Regions from separate parts of the Zea mays genome. Here all the other regions are linked to region 2. The links are chromatin contacts, called in public Hi-C maps. All regions are on one chromosome and are shown on one strand. Each heading gives the region's core, a stretch centred on a gene start, on an enhancer-like site or on the middle of the called end of the contact. The rest is flanking DNA. Distances are from core to core; before and after follow the strand shown.

Region 1 (4,044 bases), core at 428-2,927, 160 kb after region 2:
TGCAGCGCAAAGCAACAAATAAAGCATCAGTCGCCATGGCTGTAAATGCGGCTCACGCACCTGACCTGGGCAGGTGCGTGTGCCTAGTAGTAGTAGCTCAGTAGCTGCACAAGTCAAGTACAGCTGCAAACCTACGACTTGGATTTGGATCCATGCGGTACACGCTTAACGTATTGCATCGCATCGCATTGAATCTGACGACAAGACTCGCGAGAAGTGGCCGGGGACAGGCACACGCCGTACCTCGTGCACGCGGTGGGTGCAAGCCTTGTCGATATCCACGGCGTGCTCCTCGCCGGCCACGGCGGCGGCGACAGCCGCGGCGACCTCCGAGGGCCTGAAACCCAGGCAGCACGTTCCTGCCATGCGTCCGTCCGTAACAGCGACGTCGGGTCAATCGATCGAAATGCGCCAATGGTTGTCTATGAGAGAGAGAGAGAGCTGCACCGGGTGAGGATTTTCACCTCTCGCGACGCGCAGGATGAGCTCCGCGGATCGGAGGACGGCGCGTCTGCTCGGCGCACCGCCGTCTTTGAGCCGGTGGAGGAAGTAGTCGATGTACGAGAAGGGGGTGACCGCTCGCATCCTCCATCTGAGCGTGCTGAGGACCAGCAGCTCCATCCTCTGCACCGTCTTCGCCTCGAACACGTACCGCGCGTCCCCGACCTGCTGGCCGACAGGACCCAACAACAGCAGCGATCAGGAACAAGGTCTCAGGGGCGGCCCACTGGAACGTGTGGTGTGTGCGTCCCCTACGCATTGCTCTCTCACCTGCAGGTCCAGAGACGGAGGAACGTAGGTCTCCTCCATCTTGGCAGCCAGGGACAAGCACGCCACGGACAGCAGCTGCGTCGTCCAAGACTTGCCTTCCTGAAACGGTGATCGAGACAGGCGTCATTACCGGCACTAAGAACACTGGAACATACGCTCTGATTTCTGAACGCCATTTTTGTTCCAAGCACCAAGAAGTAAACAGTGCCACTCCACCATCACTTCGTAGGCTTTGACGATTCTTACCGGAAGCTGGTAGAGCGAGAGGAAGCGGTCCAGGTAGTTGACGGCCAAGCAGGCGGTGAGAGGGCCGAAACCGTAGTACGCGTGAACCTGTCGAGAGGCGAAACTGTCAGATTCATAGCCCGGAATCCGGATGGACGGGCACAAGGACTCGAGAGATCAGCGAAGACTGCATTGACCGAGGAGAGCAGCACCTCACCTTCCAAATCCAGTCGATGGCGTCCGTCCGGACGCGGAGATCCGTGCCCCCGCCGCGCAGCCTCTCGGCGTAGTCCTCCCGCGGCATGTGCGCCGCCTCCGCCTCCACGAAACCGGCGACGCATTCCTCGGACGGCACGGGGAAGACCACGCTGGGCTCCCCGCGCGTCCTGCTCCGCGCCAGCAGCACCTCCTCCTCCTCCTCCTGGCCCCCCGCTTCGAGGTCCAGGATGCTGCTGCTGTCCTCGCCGCACAGCAGGGTGGAAGCCGCCATCTCGTAGCTGCTCGGCGCCATTCCCCTCTGCAGGATTTTGGTAATCTGGTGCCCGAACGGTAATGGTACAGATACTGATTGGCTGTCTGGCTCTGATAGGACTCCTCCTCTTCTCCTTCCTGCTCGTGTTCTTGATGCGACCGAGGAAGGCGAGGAGTGGAGGAGGAGCGAGTGACGGAGTGAGCGATGTGCTGCGTGCTGTGTGCCGTGACGTGAGGCCCCTTTTGTATGAACCGGCGTGCAGAGTAGGCGGGGGCATTTTCGGCAAGCATTGACGAGGACGCGATTAGTACGCGAAAGCTTGGACAAGGGCAGCGGGAAGGAAGGATGAGGCTGTGATTAGAGAAATGGATGCTCGCTTTCCTTCTGTTATTTTTCTTTTCTTTTCTAGTCTGTACTTTGAGACGCTCTACTTTTTAGAGCTTTTACGGCATGGACTTTCAGCGTTCTTTGTGCCATTTCGGCTTTTTGACCCAGCCACTCAGGTAATAATAAGTGGTTACCTTATTACCAACGTTGAAGTTTGAAAAGGAATAATGTACACATATATATATAGTCATATTCACTCAGTACTACTGCTACCAGTACTGAATTCACACCTGTGGACGATTTCCGGCCAAAAAAGGAACAAATTTATACTGCGTGGCTAAACTGTGGATGAGTGTTTTAAATTCAATATTATTTTATGTATTTGAAATAGAGGATACAAAATGGTTATTTCTGCTGACGGTGACGGCTGATGTGATTGTTGGTTAGCGATAAGTTATAACCGTAGTGTAAACGACCATTGACGTGACAATGACATAGACCTAACGATAACAAATTGAGTGGGCAATACCACTGAACCGGCCTTACCAACTGCCACATCAACTATCAATCACATTATCGACCATTGTCGGTCCTTATCTACCATAGCGCTATAGTGTATAGTCTTTGCCATCAGCTTAGAATCACCTCAACGCTACATTAGTTTTTTTTTATGTACTTCTATTTAAAATTCATGATGTTTTATTAAAGTAAAAAAATCATCAGAGTACATAATTAAGAAAAAACATAATTCATGAAAATACAAACTTAAGAAATATAAATTACATCATTTATAAAAAAAATAGATACACTACTCTTCTCATTGTTTTTCTCTTCCACTTCTTTCGCATCTTCTTCCTCGTCTATTTTAATTGCTTGGTCACTTTTTAAGATCAACTTGTGGGCCCTTTTCATGTCATCGTTCATATCAGTGGCAGAGCGACCCAACAACTTTTGCTCAGACAATTTTGATCGGGACATTCTCTAGTTAGCATTGTAGAGCTTGTTCAACATACTCTTTTCCATGACAGAGGATCATTGTTACGCGTTGCTGGCCTATTCCCTTTGTGTTGAGGTCTTCTCGACTGCAGCCAATAAGAGACGGTGGGGCTGACACTAAGTGGTGATGTGAGTGATAATTGTTGTCTAAGTTGAGACATAATCATTTGTTTTGAGTCATCATCATTATACCGCGTGCACCACCTGGGCTAATGGTGAAGAGAGCACACATATGTTCCAACTTGAAGTCGATTTTTGTCAGGTTTCTTGCTGAAGCTCTCCTTGACAACTTTGAGGAGCATAGCATGGTCTTTTCTACTCGATCAAGCCACATACAAGCGGTTGTAAATGATCGTCGATCATTGATCATTTAGTTGCATGGGGGTACAGTGACGAGGAACTTTGGTGCTAGAGTTGTATGTGCTGGCTATTTAGCCCGAGAAGGTCGATCACTTTTTGTCATTGCCTCAACAGAGACTATGGAGTACATTAGCCATGCGTGGACCTATAAATTTATGAGCTTCAAAACTGTTATCGGACTAAAAATACGTAGAATTTACAGATATATATAGTTACCAGTCGTTTGTCCTCCATTTTTATCTAGTTGCTTCACTGATGGAATTGAGTACCACATATTTAAGCAGAATGGTTTGAAGTTGTAGCATTATGGTTGTTTTGGGGCACTATCGTGTCTGTAGGAGAACGAAATGGAGGATGACCTCCATATGGAGGAGGAGCACCAAACATGGGAACAAATGAAGGAGAAGCACCAATAGTAGGATTTTCATTGGCAGGAGGATCATCCATAGATGATCGATATGGATAAGGAGGAGAGGGGGTGTGGAAACAAAGGTGGAGGACTCAAGAAATCGGGACGAGCAGGTGAAAGTCGCCTAGAGGGGGGTGAATAGGCAGAATCTGAAATTTATAAACTTTAAGCACAACTACAAGCCGGGGTTAGCGTTACAAATATAATCGAGTCCGAAAGAGAGGGTGAAGACAAATCACAAGCAAATGAAGAGTGTGACATGGTGATTTGTTTTACCGAGGTTCGATTCTTGCAAACCTACTCCCCGTTGAGGTGGTCACAAAGACCGGGTCTCTTTCAACCCTTTCCCTCTCTCAAACGGTCACCTAGGCCGAGTGAGCTTCTCTTCTCAATCAATCAGGACACTTAGTCCCCACAAGGACCACCACACAATTGGTGTCTCTTGCCTTGATTACAAAAGTCTTGGGAACACGAAAGAGGAAGA
Region 2 (3,499 bases), core at 86-2,585:
TTTGTTTGGGGGCATGTAGATGGGTATGTATTGGTTGACCGTGGCAGACCAAAGGGGCCGCGGGGGCCGGCCTACCGGAAACCAACGCGTACGTACGTGACGGCCATGCATATGCTAACACGCCGGCGGCAGACCACCGCTACATACACAGAGGCACAGGCCCACCACGTACGGAAAAGATCGACGCGTCGGACTGGATCTCCGGCGGTGGTGCCGGCCGGACCGATCACGTACGCACGGACCCGAGCGCGGCGGACCGCTGTACGTACCCTCCCAAACTGGCACGGAAAGCAACCGGCCGGCGGCTCCACGCCGCTCCTGGACCACGCATGCACCACCAGCACCGCTCTCGGTAGGTCGACGGAGACCGGCGGCGGATCGATCCGGGAAAGGATTAGCAGCCTGTGGCGCTTAAGCTCTGACCCGCTTCTTATCACACAAGATAAGGCTCTCTAGCTAGGCCAAGACAAGGCCGGCCGTAATCCCACTCCGCCGCCGTCGTCGGCTTTCAAATTTCCTCCCTGCTACTTCTTTTTTTCTCCGCCGCGCACCCGTTATATCGCCAGAATTAACGTGTACTACGTACTTCTTCATAAGTGGCGCGCAGTGACGTTCGCGGCTTCATAAGTGGCGAGACATGCAGGGCCGAGCCGCCCGAGCGTGCAGGCCTTAACACGTGTGTTGAGGCCGCGAACCACCTGGCACAAGCCCGCGGGATTATTACGTAGAATGCTAGCTAAGCTAGCTACTACCCCGAGGCGGGGTGACGTGCTCCCGCATGGAACAAATAACGGACGCTGGATTGTTAGACGACGACGACGCCACGACGGCCGGAAGATTAGCTAGGGCCGGTTATTGATCCGAGCGGGTCCGCGTCACCCAGGGAGGACCAGATGGCCGAACATACACGCACTGCACGTAGTAGGGTGGGTCAGTCACGTGCGTGTGTAAGCTAGACTATATATGCTAGAGAGGTAGCCCATCTGTTGCCATTTCCGATGCCTTCACCATCCGACATTAATTCCGTCATTTGGACTCCATTATTCCAAATGACGGCTGTGTGTGTATAAGCTAGACTATATATGGCTGGACGGGCCAAATATACACGATTAGGCGACAGCGTTGTTTTGCAGGTCAAATTTGTACTTGATCAAGACACACCGTATGGATTTGGGCCTCAAGTGTCTTTGTTAAGACAGAGAAGTTGCCACACATAGATTCGACCATAAAGGCGAGAGAAAACAAAGACCGGGCCGGTGTCGCGATCGCATATTCTAAACCGCAATTTTAAAGGCGGTGGAGGCCTTGGAGTGGAGCCAGACGACCACTTGGAAAACAGCAGCCGGGAGGGAGAGAGACAAGCATGCACCAAAGGCACGAGCGCGACCGGCGGCGTCGGCTCGGCCCTGAGCTGCCGCTGGGTGACCATGGTGAATTCGATGAGGGAAGCGGTGAGAAAGCGAGCGCAGATACTGTTGTTAGCTACTAGTAGAGTGAAACCAGGGTTAGTAAGCAAGGCCAACGCCAAGGCAGCTACGGCCAACGGCAGCGGCTTGCATCCAGCCTTCATTCCTGCAGCAAAGCGGCGCGTCAAAACTGGCAGGCAGCCCAGACGGTGTCCACACTCTCTCCCCATAGTCCATGTCTCTTATCTCTTCATCCCCCTCTCTTAACCTTCCTAAGCCGCTCTTAACCTTCTTCGCCTGCCACAGCTCGAGAACACATCAACACACCACACACAGGTCAGGCACGCACAAGAAACACCTGCCACCGCCGGCGGCCGCCCGGTCGCTCGCTGCCGATCGACGGCCATGGACTTCGACGACCACGACGACAGTGACGAGGAGATGGCGCCGATGCCGATGCCGATGCCGATGCCGGTGAGCTCCAGCTACGACGCCCCGCCTCTGGCAGCTGGGTTCGGTGGCGGCGGCGTGGAGCCGCTCAGCGTTCGCGCCAAGGCCCCGGCGGGCGGCCTCGGCGGCGGCGGCGGCGGCGGCGGGAGGTACCGAGAGTGCCTCAAGAACCACGCGGTGGGCATCGGGGGCCACGCCGTGGACGGGTGCGGCGAGTTTATGCCCGCCGGCGAGGAGGGCACGCTCGGCGCGCTCCGCTGCGCCGCGTGCGGCTGCCACCGCAACTTCCACCGCAAGGAGCCCGCCGCGGGCTCGCTCGTCTCCCCCGCCGCGCTGGCCGCCTACGGCAGCGCCGCGCCGCACCACCACCACTTCTCCCCGTACTGCCGCACCCCGGCCGGGTACTTCCACCAGCAGCCGCTGCAGATGGCCCCGCCCGTGCCCGTGGGGCACACGCCGCGGCCGCTGGCGCTGCCGTCCACGTCCCACGGCTGGCGCGACGACGGCGACGGCGACGACGACTTTTCCGGGATGGCCGGGCCGCTGTCGTCGGCGGTGGGGCCGCTGGGCGGCATGTCCCTCGGCGGCACCACCGGGCCTTCCGGCTCGGGCGGGTCCGGCAAGAAGCGGTTCCGCACCAAGTTCAGCCAGGAGCAGAAGGACAGGATGCTGGCGTTCGCGGAGCGCGTGGGGTGGCGCGTCCAGAAGCACGACGAGGCCGCCGTGCAGCAGTTCTGCGACGAGGTCTGCGTCAAGCGCCACGTGCTCAAGGTGTGGATGCACAACAACAAGCACACCCTCGGCAAGAAGCCGTAGCGCGCTAGCACCATCACCTGACCTGACCTGACCCCCGGACGCGTGTGTACTCCCATCCCATCCGTACACGGAAGAGCCACGTACACGCTTGCATTTTGTTGATCGCAGATCGATCGGGGGTGGCCGGGGCCAGCCCCTCCGGCCGGTAGGTACACATGTGCATCTTCTTTGTCAGCATTCTTGTTTCGGCTCCGGCGCCTTCGTGGCGGCGTAGGTTAGTTGCAGTAACTCGTAGCGAGCTGCATATGCTCCATCGATCTTCTTGCCGGCGGTTCTTTCAGTTCTCATTTACCCGTACTTGTTGGTGTTGTTTATTAATTAATTAATTCGGCATGGCCATTTGCCGGTTTGCTTGGTTTCTTACTACTATTCTTCAACGGGAAATGTACGTGGCCTTGCGACGATGGGATGCGCTGCCGGCGAACAGAGTGTGTATCTGGGGATTGCGGCCGCATGGATTCTGTCATTCTGTGTGTTTATATGTCTCGTGCTCGTGCCCTGCCTTCTTATATTTTTTGTGGTTGGACCTGCGCGCCGGGATCAGCTCCGATGATGATCTTTTTTTTTCCTCTCTTGCTCATGTTTTGCTTCCTAGTTAGATGCTGCATGCTGCGCCTAAAGAAGATAGGAGTATATAGGTCACACTGTTCGTCCATTATCTATACTCCTCTTTGCATTGTACAGTATATTCTCTACAAAGTCGTTGCCACGCACGAGTCCTCCAGTGCTTCTTCTTGCTCAAGCCATGGAGGGGTGTGTGCGTGCGTGATCTTCTCGCGACTTGATTTACATTTCCTGATCACACTATGGAGGTGGGTGTAAGTTAT
Region 3 (4,023 bases), core at 239-2,738, 190 kb before region 2:
ACGTGGCCTACGGATCATGACGTAAGCCGGAGAGCAGAGCCTGACGTAAGGCCACACGGCCGTGCGATCTCTGCATTTATTGCGGAGATCACACGCCGCCTGACCGACCTGCAGATGGGTGATGTGCCGACTCGGCATTTAATGTGCCCCGTCCACTCTGCTGGCAGGCGGCGACCAGACTAGGCGGCGCGCCTGTTCAATCAAGCAGCGGACAGTACGCCCACACCGCTGCACGCACGCAGTAGTCATCATGACTTAAACAATACCGAGGAACCTTCTGCAGCACGCCGATTCTACTCAAGCGGCGGATGTCGGGGCATAGGGAGATAACACAAGGTGACCGACATTAGTTGCTCCGGGTATTCCATCCTTATGTCTCTGGACCCACATGTCGGGGTACGAAGTCTTTTGTGCATGCCCCCCTTCAACTATAAAAGGGGAGGCATGCGACGTTACAACACAAGTTCATTCAGACTCTCAAGCTTCCATAGCAACCCAACACACAGTGGAGTAGGGTGTTACGCTCCGGCGGCCCGAACCACTCTAAACCCTCGCGTGTTCTTGTATTCGTCCATCCATCTCGCATAACAGGCAAAACGCTTATGTCCCTCCTCATCTTAGGATTTAGGGCGGGTGCACTCCGCCACCCGGCCGGAGATTTCCTCTCTGACAAATATTATGATATGCACATATAAATAAGGACTATCCGAGCAATAACCGGATAAAAAATGAAGTTATGGTTAGTGATTGATGATTTTATATCTTTATATGCAGTTATAATGAGACAATTTATTGGATTCAAGCTTTATAGAACACATAAAGGGAGGGTTTAAGTCCTAATTTAGGTTCCCATCGAATCCCCGTGAGGGTAATTTTTATCCTCGTTCCCAACCCGTTAAATTTCGGATCCCCGCCCTGCCATCCTCGCGGGGAAATTTTTGCCCCATCCCTGTCTTAAGAGAAAAAATGTTATTTTTAAAACAACTCTAATAGTTCTCTAAACAACTATCTAAAACTTAAATTTAAGAAGTGAACAGAAAAATATTTCTCCAATAGTTCTTCAAATAGACTTGCTAAATTTAGCAATTTGCTATCTAACCTCGTTCGTTCTCTAGATTTAACAACTTGATAGTCACCGTTACATAGAGTTAGCGTCGATTTCTTCGCAACCGCATGCTCATATTTTTGTTTATCCTGGCCAACTAGTGTTTGACTTTCCGTAAGCCAATACTGGCCAGGTCAGGCTTGACGCTCAGCGCAAGAGGAAACGCCATCACGGAACAGCGTTTCTTCACCGACATGTGCGCTCAGAATAGTAGCAGGACTTATTGAGGCCACAGTGTCAGAGAGAGTGTTGGTAAAGTCGCAGGTGTTGGGGACTCGCAGTCGCAGTCGCCCTCGGCTGTCCATGCGAATGCGATCCAGCTCCACAGTCCACACCAAAGCTCGCCAAACCTTTTACCAAACCCACCAACAGCGACCAATCCACTCCACGTATCCCCCTCCATTCCCAACCAGACTAGCCCACCAGTCCACCACCAGTCCACCACCGCCCCCTCGCGCACGCGCACCTCTCGTCCTCTCCGATGCGCGCCTTCGAGCCGACTCCGCCGCCGCCGCTGCACCAGCCCCAGCCCCAGCCGAGGTAGCCATGTACACGGTGCGCCCGCACGCGGCGGCGACGGTCACCCTTAACTGCACGGAAGCACCGCTCGACTGCCTCCCCCTCTGCCCCGGCGGCGGGGACGCCTGCTTCGAATACGTCCTGCCCCCACCACCCCCGATCCCGGTGATCCCGCGCGCGCCGGTCGCCGACCGCCACGCGCCCGTCCGCCTCATCCTCGTTATCTCCCTGCTCTCTATCTTCCTCTCCCTCTCGCTCGGGCTCTCCACGCTCCTCCTCTACCGCCGCCGCCGCCGCCTCATCCTGCGACGACGCCGAAGCCTCGCCGCGGCCACCGCCGAAGGGCCCGACGACGAGGAGGAGGGCGGGGGCGGTGGAGGGGTGGTGCACCACGTGTGGTACATCCGGACGGTGGGGCTCGACGAGGCCACCATCGCGTCCATAGCCGCTGTGGAGTACCGCCGCGGGGTGGGCCGGAGCGGGGACTGCGCGGTGTGCCTCGGCGAGTTCAGCGACGGGGAGCTGGTGCGCCTCCTCCCGCGCTGCGCTCACCCGTTCCACGCGCCCTGCATCGACACCTGGCTCCGCGCCCACGTCAACTGCCCGATCTGCCGTTCCCCCGTCGTCGTCATTCCCTCCGATCTACCCGTCGATGCCGCGGAGGCTGAGGCAGGCGGTGCCCAATTGGGAGAACACTACGTTCACGAGGAAATGTCGCTGTCTCAATCTGAATCGGAGACTGAGGGCTCGGAGGACTCTGAGGCGTCGTCAGCCTCAGCCACTCAAAGTGAAGGCACGTCTACAGCGGAGGAGAATGGAAGGGACACGCCCAAGCCAATTAGGCGCTCGGCTTCCATGGATTCTCCGTTGTTTGCCGTAGCTCTTCCTGAAGCAAATGATGATGTGGTGCGGTATAATTGCAAGTTGCCAAATCCCCGAGAGATGAAGGTCTTCAGGGCGAAGGAGAAGGAGGCCGCAGGCATTTCTTCGTCCTCGTGTCAGTCAGGCCGGTTCAAGATTGGCAGGTCCATGTCAAGCAGTGGCCAAGGGTTTTTCTTCTCACGGAATGGCCGCTCCAGTGGTGCTGTGCTGCCACTGTGAGTTGGTATGTTTTTACTGTCAATTGGTTGCAGCCTCAGCAAAGCCGGGAGCTGGTAGTGTGTCAGAGTTTGTTGATAGAAAACGCAGAGAGCTGAAGTTGCTCTCCGAGAAAATCTTCATTTAGGTGTGAGTTATTCATGAGAGCAATTGTTGTCGCTAAGGATTGCTGGAGTGATACGGTTGTGTAAGCTTCGAAGTTCCAAGTATGATAACTAGCTTGGCCTGAGTCAATTCGGGTGAAGCTGATGTCTGGCTTCTCCATATATACTTGTTATGTACTAGTAATCATGCAAGAAGGAATGGACTTACACTTGTATCAACTCTGTGCCTTAAAGAGCAAACATACTATAAATTAAGAATATGTTGCTGGGGAGACCAGTACTTCCTGTTGATGGTGTATGGTATTATTAGATGTCTTTGTATGGATAACACTGAACATGTATTGAATGCAATCCTATATCAGTGATTTATCATGTGGTTATCACATCATGTGGATGTTAAGATCCAGTTAGCACAACTACTAACAGAATATCTTGTGTGCTAACTTATTGCAGATTTTAATGTGAGCTTTTCCTATTGGCTGGGGTAGGAAATGAACTGCATATACAATACTACGGTGTTCTCCTGTATATCAAGGTGGGAAGATTCACCAAATTGAGGTACCTGAATACCTGATGTTCTGATGGCTGTTTCCTCAGTAATTTTTAACAAGTTTTTGTACATTTTAAACATATAAGCGATAGTATTCATGACTCATGGATTTGGGCATTATTCATGTTTTAGATCTGTAAGGTTGTTCTTGGCCATTGTGGGTGGCTGTGGCCAAGTTGCTTTTATTTATGTGAGATATTTGATTACAGTGTTGATTTGATTGCTTCTAAGATAGTACTACATAAAGATATTTCATGAATGATGAATTAATAATAGTTCGAGATACTTGTTATAAGCCTTATCCAGTTTACAGGTTTTAGTTGAATTTTTTTAATAACAAATTAAAATAAGAAATAACACAATAGTTCATTTCCATTTGCTCTGTATCACAATGATTTTTACTACTGCGATTGCAGATTTGATCTCCATGTTCTACTCTTTTCTTGTGTCATTTCAATGCTAACTGTAAGCTATCATAGCTCTTATGAAGTTAGGAGGTTAATGGCAAGGAACATCGTCATCAGCTCATCATCATCAACAACAACAACAACAACAACAAAGCCTTTTATCTCAAGCAGATTAATGACAAGAAACATGTTTCACAAAAATGCATCTTTAGGAGACTTAGGAACTGCATAGTGAGAAAA

What was found. A called contact is a pair of places that touch in the nucleus more often than the background predicts.
Region 1: a contact with region 2 is called in a Hi-C map of leaf, with 3 times the contacts expected there. The contact joins the promoter of LOC103647502 here to the promoter of LOC109944588 in region 2. A contact is called at or near these places in 9 of 25 Hi-C or Micro-C datasets (bundle sheath, ear, endosperm and 1 more).
Region 3: a Hi-C map of leaf shows a contact between it and region 2, with 5 times the contacts expected there. The contact joins the promoter of LOC100285415 here to the promoter of LOC109944588 in region 2. A contact is called at or near these places in 3 of 25 Hi-C or Micro-C datasets (ear, leaf and tassel).

What each region holds. Positions count from the first base shown.
Region 1 is chr2:192,622,586-192,626,629 of Zm-B73-REFERENCE-NAM-5.0, reverse strand. It overlaps LOC103647502 (cyclin-D4-1), which reads right to left and starts at 1,677. Exons shown (of 6, transcript XM_008672035.2): 1 at 1,214-1,677; 2 at 1,018-1,104; 3 at 772-870; 4 at 465-666; 5 at 244-359. The coding sequence starts at 1,507.
Region 2 is chr2:192,787,151-192,790,649 of Zm-B73-REFERENCE-NAM-5.0, reverse strand. LOC109944588 (zinc-finger homeodomain protein 1) reads left to right here and starts at 1,335. Exons shown (of 2, transcript XM_023301678.2): 1 at 1,335-1,615; 2 at 1,713-3,030. The coding sequence starts at 1,812. The coding sequence ends at 2,672.
Region 3 is chr2:192,979,586-192,983,608 of Zm-B73-REFERENCE-NAM-5.0, reverse strand. LOC100285415 (RING-H2 finger protein ATL5F) reads left to right here and starts at 1,488. Exons shown (of 1, transcript NM_001158308.2): 1 at 1,488-2,966. The coding sequence starts at 1,652. The coding sequence ends at 2,725.